Linked DNA regions of Mus musculus: region 1 is linked to region 2. A link is a contact called in public HiChIP or PLAC-seq data. All regions are on one chromosome and are shown on one strand. The core of a region is the stretch at or near the end of the contact, and the rest is flanking DNA. Distances in the headings are between cores, read along the strand shown.

Evidence for each region. HiChIP or PLAC-seq counts read pairs in DNA pulled down with a chosen protein or histone mark.
Region 1: an H3K4me3 HiChIP or PLAC-seq map of embryonic forebrain shows a contact between it and region 2, with 5 times the contacts expected there. The contact joins two enhancer-like sites.

Annotation. Positions count from the first base shown.
Region 1 is chr13:77,396,482-77,399,181 of GRCm38.p6, forward strand. The region is part of intron 19 of 2210408I21Rik (RIKEN cDNA 2210408I21 gene); the gene reads left to right. Among named protein-coding and RNA genes, the nearest start is that of 2210408I21Rik, 260 kb to the left of the region's middle. Within about 2 kb of position 1,365, at least 31 of the 459 cell types and tissues checked have an H3K27ac peak or open chromatin away from gene starts, as enhancers often do. A contact at or near this core is called in embryonic forebrain, where this site is marked.
Region 2 is chr13:77,047,308-77,050,007 of GRCm38.p6, forward strand. Slf1 (SMC5-SMC6 complex localization factor 1) reads right to left here. Exons shown (of 21, transcript NM_134071.3): 17 at 2,571-2,700; 18 at 1,780-1,910. Among named protein-coding and RNA genes, the nearest start is that of Slf1, 87 kb to the right of the region's middle. Within about 2 kb of position 1,349, at least 30 of the 459 cell types and tissues checked have an H3K27ac peak or open chromatin away from gene starts, as enhancers often do. A contact at or near this core is called in embryonic forebrain, where this site is marked.

The DNA of each region.
Region 1 (2,700 bases), core at 115-2,614, 350 kb after region 2:
TAGTCAAGGCTTGAACGCCACAGAGCTCTGAGATAGTAGTGGAATAAAACAGTTATGTTCACCAGCCATCCCTCTCACACGAGCTCAGTAATTAAATATGGCTATGGGCATTTTTATCCACAGAGATTTACCAACTGCTGTAGCATTACACATTTATAGAAGGGTTTCTACACCTGCTTTTTAAAAAATGAAATAACCACAAATCACAGCAGCTTGAAGTATTTTCTTTAAAAAAAATAATAAAGTTTACCTCTAGGCCTTTGGTTTTAGCAGATACAAAGCCACTATCATTAGCCTACCATCCATTTTAATTTGAAATCCTAAGAACAAAAGTCATTAATAAGTCCTTTGTTATAGATTTAAAAAGAAGACGCCTTTTTAGTATTTGTATGTCATCATGCCAGGCCTAGAAAATTAGGCTAATTTATTATTTAAAACACTGGTGGGATTCCTAATTGCATTCATCATTAGATATGACACGTTTAGAACTGAGAACCATATCCAGTGAGAATTTTCCAGTTTGAATTTTGAAATAAAAATATTTTTCAAGAGATCCCTAGCTATTGCCTGTTACCATGGTAACAGTCCTATTTGTCTGAGAGCTCTGTCCGCTGCCAATGAGAGAGAGAGCAACGTCAACTAAACATACGAATACATCAAAGACAAATTCATATGCTCAATCTGATCAGCTCAATTAATGTAAGAACAGAAGCTGAAGGGGGTTAAAAGAGGGCACCCATTCAGGAGAGATGAAGCCCCTTTTAGCAGAATATACACGCCGGCCTTTTGGGGGAGGAATTTAGCACACTGTCAAAAACATTATCAGAGAAAGAAAGTAGTAGGGCCTCCTACACCTAACAGATATGAAGCTGTCAGACAAAGAATAGCACTATTCATTAAATGACACTTATTTTCTCCCACTTTACAAGAATACAGCGAACAAAACAAGCATGGAGCAGCTGAGAAAGACACTTTTTTCTTTTGCTAGTAATGATAGACATGCAGCAATTATGGTGATAACTAAGGAATACTAAACAAGAAGCCAGCCCCAACTCTGTTTATTACCTTAAATTTTATGTTACTAAATTTGCACGCATCTCCTGTTTTGTTTTATTATTAATGTCGGACAGAAATTAGATGCCTTTGTTTTTTTAACATCGTGCCTGGAGTTTGGTATAGCACCCCTCTAAACTCTGATTTCTCTCACTTTTCTTGTTAAAAGGCCATATCTAGTTGAAATGCTTTCGAAGTAGACATCGCCAAAACACAACACAACCACTGTTATCCACGTGAGGTGTACACAGTCCCCGGGAGGCTGCTTCATTAGTGAGAAGGGAGATTTTGGATGTTATGTTTTTTGGATACGGCTAAGCTGTGTTGCTTGCTACCTTTGCTCCCATGCTTCATTTTACAGAGTGCAGTGTGTTACACTGGGTGTCTGTCTGTGCTCATCACATTCACGTTTTTCTTCTTTTGCAATTGTAGGTGCTACGTAGTAGGAAAGCCATTTTCTGGGGTTTCTAACAGGTGCAGGCAACTAGAAGTTCCCCTAGGATCCTTGTCTTTTAAGAATCTTATGCTTAAGCCGTGATGATCTGATTTAAGACCCATTATCAATAGTCGGCTACTTATATCTGCATGATCTTGGACTGATTGATACTGACTTTGTAGCCATGTGCTCTGTAATGTGCTGTCAGGAAATGCTGACAGATGCAGTGAAAGAACAATAAATGTGGGGCAGCCGTAATGTAAAGGTCCAGCTAGGCTGGATGAAAACTGATAGCTAGAATATTGGCTCCTATGTTACCGATACACCAGTCCCGCTGAGAGTTTCCCTGGTGAGTGAATTAAAAATGGTCTCCTGATACCTAGAAGGGGCAGGGGGAAAATAATCTTCATTTAAGGAATTGCCGACTTTGCCAAAACATTGTTTCATAAGAACAGAGCCAAGGTTAAAAACAGAAAATACTCTCGGACTTAAAAATCTGGGCAGCCTGTCATGTCTGAGAAAGTATTGATTAAAAATCAATAACACAAAAGATCACTGTATCCACTTTTTATGATACTTAATGCATTTGTATAAAATTACATGACAAGACATCTCACTAGCATTCCTTCCGTAAAAGTATGGCATCTGATACTTTTAAAAAAATATTCTCGATCTTCAACATGCTCCGTGAATCTAGCTGGCATTTTGCCAGTACAGGTTTTTCTCAAAGGGCTGGGAAGAGAAGTCAGTTTCTTCCTAGTAGCTTCTTCTCCTCTCTAACTTAAAATGGAGCTATCACTGTTAGCTCAGGCTGTAATTTAATTTGTTCTCTTGATAGTTCTTATTTACATGATATTTTATACATACCCTTTCTATTACTATGTACCACCTCATAAGTCATAGTATTTAAAGATAATCAACACTTCAAGAGTGATGTCTCAAGTAACAAAGGATCCTAATGCATCCTAACACACAATTTTGTCCAAGTGTACAGTAATCAAGTATTATGTTTACTTTGAGACGAATACAAAATCTGATTTTGTCTTTAAATTTTATTTAGCTAGAAATATATAAAATGTAATAAGTATTTGTGCATTTTTTAAAATGTGGAGTCTCTGCTAGTATCTGTATGTATTGATTGGTATGTATAAATTAAGGCGAAACCCTCCTTAAAATTTTGATTTGTACCCTTTATAAAAGAAAGCAAAAAT
Region 2 (2,700 bases), core at 99-2,598:
AAACATCTCTTGAATTAAAAACAAGAAAAGGAAGAAGGAGAGGTGGGGTGGGAGGAAGCCCAGTAGCCCAGAGCTTCTGCTCTGTCAGCAGCTCCGCAATGATTCTACAAGGGAAGCTCTACACAGCCATTGTCTCTCCCAGTTCAAGGTTAAAGCTTCAGTCCTGCTAGACAAACCCCAGATGACCAGACAACACCAGAAATACTTGGTTTGTAGCAATAAAAGTTTTAAAGTGCAACTGCCCTCTCTTAAATTTATTCATGAATCTACGCTAAAATGTATAGCTCTTTCTTATACAGCATTTATAGCTTAATTCAAATGAATGTTTCTAGCTAAGCACGAGTGCCTCTACATACTCAAGTACAATTCAGAACTTCAAATCCATTAACAGATGGCTTGCTGCTTCTCAATAGGCTGTCTGGCTTGGCTACAGCCGCACGGAGGGAGAAATGTAAGAATCTTAATATAAACACCACACACACACACACACACACACACACACACACACACACACACACACACACACACACACACACGCTGAAGAGTCCCTAAGTACCATTTAAAGCTGAACAGCAGCAGCACATAGAATGGCACAGTTTTTGATGGAGGACTGCAATAAATTGCTGTTGGTCAAAATTTCCAACTGCTGCTTGAACTAAGATTAATAAAATATAAGACATAATTTGACACTAAGGAAAATGGCTAAATACTTACCAATGACTACATAGGAAACAAAATGCATCATGGGCATTATTTGTTCCTGTTATATAAAATACTGGTAGCACATTTTTATACTACTCAATTTTACAGAGTATCTCTGCAACTTCTACTAAACATTTATTCTACATGCAAAGTTCTCCCCCATTTCTCAATTTTCTTTCTCTCCCAACTCCTGCTATTCAGCCTAAATTCATTCATATTCATTTTACTTCTGAACAATAAAACGAAGAAAAGAGACACTGATCTTTGAAGTGAATATCTGAATTGTCATCGAATAGTCTTCATATTTTGAGCTTCATGGGCTCATAATATAAATGTCTATCCCATGGAACAATTATAAAAGCTTTGCTGTCACTGTTTTCATGAGCTAATCCATAGCATGAGTTAATACATATGATATATTCTATAAACAGAATAACTTATAAACCTAGCAATTTAGTTTATCCAAGTAGAGCTCCCTTGTAGATAACATATTTTCAGGTTACAAGACATCTAAGTAAAAGGGGTGCGAGAGAAAATTATTACAGCACTATTCTTGGAATACAATCCATTAGGTACTTAGGCTGCTGTACAGTTAGAACCAAAAGCCAAACACATTTCTGTCTGGGCTCAGTGCCTAGAAGAAAGGAGCCCATATGCTTAACACAGCTATGTAACATAGCCTACTCCTCATTCTTTGTTCACAAAATGTCTATGACTGAAAAGAGATGAAGAATGAATTATACTTTCAAATCAGAAGACACTGATTCTAAGCAGCACAGGTTGATGTGGAATTGCAAAGTAAGAAGGGCAGGTCTGGAATGGGCTCAGGGAGCTCACAGCATCTGGAAAGGCAGGGTGAGAAAGGCAGGGCTAGTCTATTACATCAGCTACTAAATGACCACTTCTTCTGTATACAGAAGAGTTCAAGAAAATATTACATTATCCATTAAACTATTTCCTGGACTTAGTTCAATATTTAAGTTTAAACATTCATTAGGGCAAATGTGTGAGATTTCCAAATACTGACTACAAGGACAGAAAGTACTTAATATGAGTTAGTTCAGATACTTGGGGTACCTTTCAGATTAGTTTTATGAAAATTCATCTTTGTAACCAAAGATGGGCAATTCTCCTTGGAACATGACAATTCCTCTGACTTCTTTTTCAATTTTTTCAATGATGAGGAACATTTAGCACGGTTTAACTCTCTGAAAAGAAAGAAAACCAAGAAAAGCTTGTTTTTCAGTAAGTCATGCCAGCATACATAAGATAGTATTTTTCTTCCTTTAAAATGTATCCTGCTTTGAACTCATTCAATCATACTGCTTTCCAGCCTTTAGAGTAAAGTCAGCTACATGAGAACAAATTTTGATGCATTAATTTTTACTTTATTAGTCTATATCTCCAACTGCTCAGTAAAAAGGTAATGAGTGTAGAACGCTGGGCAAGGAGGAAACTAAGTAAATCAGATTTTGTAGAGGAAATAAAGCTGAAAGTTACATTAGAGTGCAGGCCTCCAGATTTCCCAATCAAGAAGTCTTTCATTTTCAGAAAGTATAGCATCTCATATGCATCTAAAACCTTATTTATACTACCTATAACAAAGTTGAACTTTCTGTTTCAGACAACATTCTTATGAAGACTTTATTAATAGTTTCATTTCTTTCAGGAAGCACTTAGTAGGAAGGAAGTATGGTCATTGTATTACAGTAAAAGAAAAGTGCTGATCTTATTTATTTATAGGTCCAAAATTGAGTTTTCTCTCAATCATATGTAGACAATACCCAAAATAAACTAAAGCACCAGGAATTTCAGAAAAAAGACCATATTCCAAAACAAAGTGCAGCTGCAGCAACAACACTACTTACAGGAGCTCTGGCCGACCTTCTGCTTGTTTCCGTTTTGCACCATTCAGCATTAGTAATGCTCTTTGAGACTCTAGGCAAGGCCGCTGGCAGAGTTTTTTTGGACTCTGCATCTTTCCAGCCCCATGTATGT